2 separate regions of the Sus scrofa genome follow, and region 2 is linked to region 1. Evidence: chromatin contacts called from public HiChIP or PLAC-seq data. All regions are on one chromosome and are shown on one strand. The core of a region is the stretch at or near the end of the contact, and the rest is flanking DNA. Distances in the headings are between cores, read along the strand shown. Region 1 has its middle 40 kb from the start of PCMTD1. Region 2 overlaps PCMTD1 (protein-L-isoaspartate O-methyltransferase domain-containing protein 1).

Region 1 (5,230 bases), core at 1,429-3,928:
TTTCTTAAGAAGTGGCCAGTGCAACCCTGAGCCTCCTCCTGGTCTCCATGAAGCAGGAAATAAAACTCTTGCACCTGCAGGGAGCAGGACGCGCCTGTCACCAGAGACAGGAATTCAGGCAAAAGGCTGTAAAAAACAAACCTGCTGACTTTTTTTTTTTCCCTTTGCTTTTTAGGGCCGCACCCATGGCATATGGAGTTTCCCAGGCTAGGGGTTGAATCAGAGTTACAGCTTCTGGCCTACAACACAGCCACAGCAACGTGGGATCTGAGCCTCATCTTTGACCTACACCACAGCTCACGGCAACGCTGGATCGTTAACCCACTGAGTGAGGCCAGGGATTGAACCTGCAACCTCATGGATCCTAGTCGGATTTGTTTCTGATGTGCCACAACAGGAACCCCCCTGGTGACTCTTTAATTGGCCGCTCCCCCAAACTCTGTTTAGGTTCCTCACTAGTTGGGCACCAGAACCCAAGCACCTGTGCCCTGCCCTTTCCCCACCAGCGTTGCTTTGTCTAAACAGCACAAAGGCTGCCTGCTGTGGCCACTTCTCAGGTCCCATTTCTATGAGACCTCCGTGTGCACGATTAAAATCTCTTTTTCTCCTGTTCATCTGTCCCATGCCAGGTCATTATTCGTCCAGCCTCAAGAACTTGAGAGGTCCCCTCCCCAGTAGGACTGTTTACATCCCCCACCTCCAAACACTATCCCCCTGGGGCTTAGGTGTCAACATGCCATGGTCCTGGGGACACAGACATTCAGTCCCATTCTGATGTGCTGGGCTTAGAGCGCCACAGAGACACCGATCATGGAGGTGTTCGTGACTCAGCCCCAAACAAGGACAAGCATCTTTTCCTCCGTCACAGAGGGGAGAGGCGGGCAGCCCCAGGCAGGCATGGACGTGGAGGTTGCAGACACAGGCGGAGGAGGCTGCCTAGTTCACGGTATCTGGAGCCTCAGGGGAACAAATATGTGGATGAGAAAAGGGAACAACATTGGGTGCGGGTGCCTGGGTGCTGGGGGCGGGGGTAGTAGCTACTTCGTGCAGAACAACAAGGCTCAGCTCTGCGTCATGAATTTAAAGTGAAACATCAGCTGTAATTTCCTCCTGCAGCTGCTCGGAAGGCAGGAGAAAGCGGACGGGAATCTAGCAAGCGTCTCTCACCCCCAGAAAGAAAATGACAAGCAATCATGAGGGGGGGTTAGAATAACACAAATGCTTAGAATCTGTCACTCTCCTCACCAAGTGGGAACTGCTTCCAGCGACACCTTACCTTGCCCTGGTCCTCTCTGAGCTTGGATACGCTAATGTGCCTCCAGTGTTGTCTTAGCACCAAGCCTTTCTGCTGACCATGCTTCAGAACAGCTGAAGGTGCCACCGGGACCCTCTGGACAGGTCAGCAGTGTCTGCCTGAGGGCAGGGGACTGGCCCACCCTCTCCCTGGAGAAGCTTGGAGGTCAGAGATGTTCATGTTCCCCTGTAACTGGGGAGCCTGGAGAGGTCGCGGTGTTTTACACTCATAGCCAACAATGAAGTTTGGTTTGGTTAACCATGGCTTTATGACAAACAAGACAACTAGGTAAGAAAAGTCCTCACTCAAATAATGAGTGTGATACCGGAAAGATGGTGTTGGAAATTACAATAACTCTGGCTCGGGTCGTCAGTGTCAGAAAGTGAGACACCTGGACTAGGAGAAACCTCGACAAGGCTCTTTACTTCTGCAGAAGGGTGCGGGCACTCCAAAAAGTGTGCACGCCGAACAAAGGACCCTCCCCTATTTATCCCTAAAGCAGGTGATTTACCTGTCCCCTTCCCATTGGTCAGGTCAGGGCACACACTCTTCCCCGTTTGCTAATTTGAAACACATTGTTACTGGGAGAAGAGGGAAAGGGGAGGGGTGGGGGTCACAGGAAGGCATTTCCCCGAAATGGAGTAACCAAGATTTCCGTCGTGGCTCAGTGGTTAACGAATCCGACTAGGAACCATGAGGTTGCGGGTTCGATCCCAGGCCTTGCTCAGTGGGTTAAGGATCCAGCGTTGTCGTGAGCTGTGGTCTAGGTCACAGACAGGGCTCGGATCCCGCGTTGCTGTGGCTCTGGTGTAGGCTGGCAGCTACAGCTCTAATTTGTCCCCTAGCCTGGGAATCTCCATGTGCCATGGGAGTGGCCCTAGAAAAGGCAAAAAGACAAAAAAAAAAAAAAAAAGAAAAGAAAAGAAAAGACATTATGTTACTTCCCACAATGGTACTGGAATCCAGGTTCTTATTCATGGCAGTGGAAGAATGAGCTCCACGAACACACAGGCAGCAAGCAAGCAAAGTCTTTATTAAAGGCAAGCAGGTAGCTCCCAGGACAGCTGGGAGGGGGGAGAAGAGCCCCCTTTCTCTATTGTCCTATAGGGGTTTTTATTCCTTAAAGATGGTGTTAAGGCAGTTGCCCAGCAGCCCTGCGCCACAGCCTATCAGCTCTGGAGACAGCCCTGTGGCTATAGTGTACCAGCTCCAGCAGCTCTGTGTGGCTGCAGTGGATCAGCTCTTCTACCTGGTGAGAAACCAAGCGAGCACACGCAGAGCTGGAGAACTCAGATTTATTACGTCGGGGGGCTCAGAAGAAGGAGATGGCTGTCCGGAGTCTGAGCCCCGAAGAGGCTTTCACAGGACTTTTATGGGCTCCCTCTTCCGGGTCCATGCTTGGCTGGTCAGACTGGACCGGAGTGAGGTCAGGCAAGGTAGTCAATGCGGAAACAAGTTTACAGAAGCAGCTGTGTGGGGGAGGGGTGTTTGGGGCAGTTGGCTGGACTTTGCTTAGTCATCATGGCCGGGGTCTCTCCTTTCTACCTTTTTATCGGGACAGTTTCCTCCTACAGTGGGGAGGGTACCAACGTGGGGTCCAGAAAGATGTGGTTTTTCTCCCATTGGCCTTGTTCAATTACCTATATCAGTCCTTGTCTAATAGGGCTTTTGGAGTTGGAAATGTCCTGAAAGTTCTATGATTTTTTTTTTTCCTTTTCTTTCACCATCCCTCTCATTCCTTTTTTATCAGTTGAGGAGTGGGCTAGAGATTCTCATTTTCTATAATAAACAAAGTCTGTAGGGAATGCGCATTTCTTATAATAAAACAAGGCCTGTGGAGATGTTACTCCCTGGAGCCCTTCAGCCACAAATGTTAATCAATAGCCATATCAAAAGACTATGTCAGAGCCCTTGTTCCTACCCTGACTACCTGAGTTAATATTCTGCCTCAAGTGGACACGCAACAATTACTTCCACAGTTATTTCAGCTGGTTCCTCTATGATTTGAAATTTCAGTGACTTTTTAGGTCTTAGCAACAAAGTTAACAGAAACATTGAAGCCACAGACTGTCAGCTTTCATGGACAATAGAGTCCAAAACGGTGCCCTCGGTCATCGCAACTGTTCAGTGGCCTTTAGGACCAGCGAGCTCTCAGGATAACACAGAGGATATTTCCATGTCACAGGATTGTCACATGAGCTTTTTCCAAATATAAGTTCACCCCTTTGCCAAGGTGCCGTGATGTGATAGCTAAACGGCTCTGGTATTAAGAGCAGAGAGGACAGTAAGATCGCAGTTAGGAAGGAAGCTTCCCATACACGTGCCTTAGACCTAGGTGTGTGTGGCCGTCTCCCAGAGGTCCCCATTTCAGCCCATTTCAGGAAACTTAGACCTCACAGGGGGTGCTTTTCATTAGATAAGTAAATCCCAAGTCTTCTAATTCATTCACGTGCTGCCTTTCACAGGGTAGTGTTCTGCATCTGGAGATGGGCCATGCTATTGAAATAGGCTATTAATTCTGTTTCCATCAGGATCCACTCCCATCAAAAAAGTTCTGGCAAATCTAAGACTCACAGTGGCCTTTCCAGCCCTAAGCCAAAGCCAGAGCAATGCAAGATCCTTAACCCACTGAGGGAGGCCAGGGATCCAACCTGCATCCTCATGGATACTAGTCAGGTTCTTAACCTGTTGAGCCACAGCGGGAGCTCCTCTTCATGCTTTTTCTTCCTCCTCCTCAGTCTGGATCATCTTTTTTTTTTTTTTTTTTTTTTTTTTTTTGGTCTTTTTAGGGCCATACCTGTAGCACATGGAGGTTCCCAGGCTAGGGGTTGAATTGGAGCCATAGCCGCCAGCCTATGCCACAGCCACAGCCACAGCCACAGCGACACCACATCTGAGCAGCGTCTGCGACAAACACCACAGTTCATGGCAACGCTGGATCCTTAACCCAGTGAGTGAGGCCAGGGATCGAACCTGAAACCTCATGGTTCCTAGTCAGATTGGTTAACCACTAAGCCACAACAGGAACTCCTGGATCATTTCCTTTGATTGTGTTCAAGTTCTGTGAGCTTTCCCCTGTCATTCAGACATACTAAGTGCCTCTAGTGAAATTTTCACATCAGTTTTCATAGTTTTTAGCTCCAGAATTTCTATTCAGTCCTTTTCCACAATGCCTCTCTACTGCTATCTTCCCATGTTGGAAAGGCCACATTATCATATGTGATTTTTTTAGAAATTATATCCTTGGCATTCCCTTTGTGGCTCAGTGGTAATGAACCTGACTGGTATCCATGAAGAATCAAGTTCCGTCCCTGGCCTCGCTCAGTGCGTTAAGGATCCAGCATTGCCGTTAGCTGTGGTATATGTCGAAGACGGGGCTCAGATCTGGCATTGCTGTGGCTGTGGTATAGGCCAGCACCTGCAGCTCCCATTTGACCCCTAGCCTGGGAACTTCCATATGCTGCAGGTAGCCCTCAGACCAAAAAAAAAAAAAAAAAAAAAAAAGAGGAAGAAAGAAAGAAAGAAAGAAAAGAAGCAACATCCTTTCGTTCTCTGACATCCACATCAGCTGATTTAAAGTCTTTTTCTCTGAGTCCAGCATCAGAGCTCCCTCAGGGATAGTTTCTATTGACAGAATTTTTTTTTTATGCAAAAGGCGATTTAACTAGAGAACTCCATATTTTAATTATACAGTTCTTAATAAATTGGAATATTGGTTCTCACTCCTGTCCATAAATTAGAAAGACTTAAGGCACCTAAAACGATACTGTTGACCAGGCTGCACCTCAGAAACCATAGACTTGAGATCTCTGTGGGCGGGGCCCCGAGTCTCTGCAGTAATAATTTAGGTATCTGAGCTTATCCTTATGCTCAGTGAGGGTTGAGAACTTCACAGCTTTGAGTCTGGCACTAATTGATTTCACCAATTTTTTGTGA
Region 2 (4,762 bases), core at 1,441-3,940, 80 kb before region 1:
ATATGATATGTATTATTATCTAATACATAATAGTTCTTAAAGTAGACCTTAAACATTTGCTCTTACCGATATTACTTTCAAATTTTCTAAGTTAATTGTATATAAAAGGTCTTATGTGTACATTGTTTCAATATCAAAATACTTAAAAACAGCAATTCAATAAATTCCACAAAACTCCAAAATTCTGATAAACAGCATAAGAAATATTCAACCCACACCTTAAGCACTTACCATAACACACCATGAGACAAATGATGAAGACACAAAAGGATACTACAACTGAATCCCAATTTTCTCTTAACTAAAATTATTTCATTTCTGTCAAATACCATGTTATTCTTGAAAACAATATGAACCAACACAGTAAGCATTTGAAAAATCATTAAAAATGTAAAATAAATGTTAGTGACTTATAAGGACAGCACAAATAAGACCAAGGATGCTGTTCAGCACACAGGCTGCTCAAATCCACTGAGTTGATTCTAGAACAAAATAAAGCTGAGAACATCCAACTCCCCCGGCCTAGCTGAGGTGTGTAACACCCAGTCACACGCACACAGGCAGACACGGGACTTCACTTTCTCTCGGCTGTAGCTCAGTGTTCTGCTCTCCCACCCACCAGGTCCACTTGCTGAGAACACAAACATATTGGCCACGAAGAGAGGCCGGAAAGAAAGGGGCCAGGGAAGCGGCTAAAGGGCAGAGAAGGGGGAGAGAGGGGAGAAACCCAGGCCCTTCCTGCTTCCTTCTTGGCACTGACTCTAGAAAAAGGCCTCAGCAGAGTTCCTGCTGGGGTGCAGTGGTGACGAAACCTGACTAGGATCCATGAGGATTCGGGCTCAGTGGGTTAAGGATCTGGTGTTGCTGTGAGCTGTGGTGTAGGTCACAGAAGTAGCTTGGATCCCACATTGCTGTAGCTGTGGTGTAGGATGGTGGCTGTAGCTCCTATTCAACCCCAAGGCTGGGGACTTCCACATGCCGAGTGCAGCCCTAAAAAGAAAAAAAAAGAAAAAAGAAAAAAAAGAAAAGCTGGAATCCATGCCCCCACCACCACCCCTTATCCCTCCTAACCACCCCCCAACCCTGTTCCTCACTCCGAGGCCAGGCCAGAGATGCGTGAGGGAGGCCCACACCCAACAAACTGAGCCACAACTCGGGATGGTTCAACACTGAAATGTCAATAAAGTGACTAAGTTCTAAGCTTGATTACTGCCCTTTTTAAACTTTTCTCTCTCTGAAAAGACTAGTTGAGAAAGGAACATGCCTTCCAAACCTTCCACAGTTTGACAAGAGTTCACAGCCTTTAGCAGAAGCCCCTCCTCCACAGTATTATCACTGCTGAATTTTAGGGACATTATGTACCCAACGGACGTCCCTGCCAGCTCAAGGACCAAAGCCTGTGCAGGTATTTCTTCTAAGGGAAAGAATGAGTTCCAAACAATGGTTTTATAAACAAACTTCTCCAGCATGGCCCTCACAAGACATACCCATATATTTCTATGATAACTTCCTCTGGATCTATTACTAAGTAACTGAATGTCTTTAAGAAAATCCTCTGCATGCTAACAGGTATCACCCTTATGCTACAAATAAAGAGGGCAAACTATTAAATTATTATCCCAAAGGTACAAAAAGCTCCCCAAAAGTATTCTAATGCCAATCTTTACATACCATCTTAAGAAAAGGTACCTGAGTAATGTTTAATGAACAAACACTGTCCCACTAATAAAGTGACAGCAGCACATGATTAAAACACAGAAGCTACTTCATTTATTAATTTACCATATACTTACAGAGTAAAAATTACAAGAGAATAAATTTTCTACTCAATTTTTTCTCTAATTGTACACCACACTGATTTGTGTATTCAATTGCATGATTCAGCATCAATGAATGAACAGTAGTGAGGAACAGACATGTCACATGTATGCACTTATCAAGGGCTTTCAAAGCAAAACTACGGGTGGGAATACTTACTTATCAAAGCTATCACTATTTTTGATGAAGCTCTCCAGTTTCTCCTTGGCATATTCCACCACATCTGAATGAAGCTCAATCCCATGATTTATTCCAAAAGGACCTGCAATCGTAGCAGTACCATTTATAAAAAAAATGTTAAGTATGTCTTTACAGAGCTCTTTTAATTATCTATCACAGGAGCATTTAAAGAAGGCTTGAAATATATGAATATCTGCTAGCCACAGATTTTAAAAGCTACATGGAAACCTACTCACATTGCTTTTTAAAAAAAATGTTCTCCCAAGGGTGTAACTTACCTGCCAGCACAATACTGCCAAAGAAATAATCACTCTTCTATCTCAAGTTTAAGTTATCTACTACTATATTTTCGTGTATTATTTGGTAGTTGTAAAATGTCTTAAACCATAGGCTGACATAGGTTATGATATAAATCTCTCACAGCACCCCACTCCCCAGAAAATGCCAAACTCCTCAGGGCTGAGCCCTCCTCTGCCTTTTGGAGCTCCAACTGTCCAGCGGAGTGTGATGACCAGGCACAACTGGTTTTACTCTCCTGTCCAGCCAACTTCACACTTTCTACTTCTCTGTGCACAAGGCAAGATGAGCAACATTCCAGGAATGAGGAAGAGGGGAGATGATCCTGGGACGGCTCCTTTTCCCACCGTGGTACTGGCCAAGTACATGCCCAACAGGACTCCCGTTTCCTATGGCTACTGTGTATCGTGCCTGCCAAGACCACGTGACAGTAACACACCACCTTATCTAGTTATCTCATTCCTCTCAAACTTCTGAAACTGAGTCAGTCAGATTTTCCACTCTACATTTTCCTTCTATTTTTGTCTTACTGTGAGATTGGTCTCCCAGGAAAAACTGTGTGTATGTCTGTGTGTGTGAGAGAGAGAGATTTTCTGTAACTGGTATGTATCTTAGGAACAACTTAATTGGATGTGCCCTCTACTTTTCATGAATGCTATTAAAAATACAACTTATATACCAAGTTCTACCAACCTCTAAAAACTTTCTAACAAAAAAAATCACAGCCCTCAATCGACGTTCTTGAATGTACAGGGAACACATGAAAATACTGGTTGGTATATAATCTAGGAACTACCTAACTATAAAAATTAAACCAAAATGAAGATCAAGCCAAAAGCAGATAAAGATAATGCTTTAACCTACTATATTTCTATTGCATGTGATTAGTATTTTTTAAAATAAACTGATTCTACTTGAAAAATGTATTCAGATAAAAAGACTAAATAAAAAGGCAGTTGGGAATTCCCATCGTGGCTCAGTGGTTAACAAATTCAACTGGGAACCACGAGGTTGTGGATTCGATCCCCGGCCTTGCTCAGTGGGTTAAGGATCCAGTGTTGCCGTGAGCGGAGGTGTAGGTCGAAGACGTGGCTCAGAACTGGCATTGCTGTGGCTCTGGCGTAGGCTTGGCAGCTACGGCTCCGATCAGACCCCTAGCCTGAGAACCTCCATATGCCACAGGTGTGACCCTAAAAAGACAAAAAAATATAAAAAATAACATGGAGATAATGTCCTTAATTATCATTAATAAACTGAAGAGCAATCAATATACTGAAAATAATCAAGAAGAATGCATTAATAGAAGATAGAACTTAAATGGCAACTTGACCAACATCTCATTTATTTAGGAAATGATATACAACTAGAACACAGAAAGCATATGATAAAAACAGAGTTTGAAGCTCTTCACTACAACTCATTTGACACCTGCATTAAATAGAAGAAAAAATAAAATACGGAAAATTTAAAAAGTACACACAGCTGCTTCCAAGGAAGGAGACCGAGAGGTCTGGGGTGGGAAGAAAACATTTTCACCATGACAACCTTTCTGTCCAAAGTGTGTCTTAACATAAGCATGTGTAACTTTCTTAACCAAAAAATGAGCTAGTCAAAAGGAATTTTTAAAAAATAAATAATAACATAAGACAATTCTAGCAAAATGTCACAAGCTGTCACTGGAAAAACCAGAAACAGCATCCAAAAGGAGCTGAGACTTCCTAATACCATTTAACAGACGAAGCCTGAATGTGACTACCAAATAGACTCCGATTATTTTGTATGTGCCTGAAGAGATTATTCTATGAAATAATAAAAGCTTTTCATCATACAGATTTTTAAAAATCAAGCTATTAACAGTTGGTCATATTTAACAGCTAAATATTAGCGAGAAAACAGAAAATTATATAGAAGTCAAAAGTTTATTGTAACAAATACAATTAGTAGAAAAATCTAGGTATCCTATGTAAGATTAGAAATGAGGTGTTTTTTTTGCGGGTTTTTTTTTTTTTTTTTTTTTGTCTTTTTAGGGCCGCGCCTACAGCATGTGGAAGTTCCCAGGCTAGGAGCTGAATCAGAGCTGCAGCTGCTGGCCTATGCTACAGCCATGTCTGCAACCTACATCACAGCTCATGGCAACGCCAGATTATTAACCCACTGAGGTGGGGCCAGGGATGGAACTAGTCTGGTTTGTTGACCACTGAGCCACAACAGGAACTCCACAAATGAGTTTTAAGGCTGGCAAAAGCCTATTTATTAGGAGCAATAACAAATAAAATAAAATTCCATATAATAAAATCCAGAGATTTGCTTTTCTTTAGAGGTAGTTGATTCTATCATTTCCAGTTAGTCAATAATCAGAGCTTATACATACAGGTCAACGATCATTAGGTAGGTTATCAAGTGCCAATCAATACCTACATTTCTTATCTACATCTCTGCTGAGCCCATGTGACACCCAGCACTCCTC

What was found. HiChIP or PLAC-seq counts read pairs in DNA pulled down with a chosen protein or histone mark.
Region 2: an H3K27ac HiChIP or PLAC-seq map of skeletal muscle shows a contact between it and region 1. The contact joins two enhancer-like sites. A contact is called at or near these places in 2 of 5 promoter capture datasets (fetal liver and liver), 25 of 47 Hi-C or Micro-C datasets (adipocytes, alveolar macrophages, blood and 16 more) and 2 of 2 datasets of contacts at active chromatin or transcription factors (alveolar macrophages and skeletal muscle).

Annotation. Positions count from the first base shown.
Region 1 is chr4:78,056,384-78,061,613 of Sscrofa11.1, reverse strand. No RefSeq gene overlaps it. Among named protein-coding and RNA genes, the nearest start is that of PCMTD1, 40 kb to the left of the region's middle. Within about 2 kb of position 2,678, at least 6 of the 83 cell types and tissues checked have an H3K27ac peak or open chromatin away from gene starts, as enhancers often do. A contact at or near this core is called in skeletal muscle, where this site is marked.
Region 2 is chr4:78,136,704-78,141,465 of Sscrofa11.1, reverse strand. PCMTD1 (protein-L-isoaspartate O-methyltransferase domain-containing protein 1) reads right to left here. Exons shown (of 6, transcript XM_021089409.1): 3 at 1,978-2,080. Among named protein-coding and RNA genes, the nearest start is that of PCMTD1, 40 kb to the right of the region's middle. Within about 2 kb of position 2,690, at least 10 of the 83 cell types and tissues checked have an H3K27ac peak or open chromatin away from gene starts, as enhancers often do. A contact at or near this core is called in skeletal muscle, where this site is marked.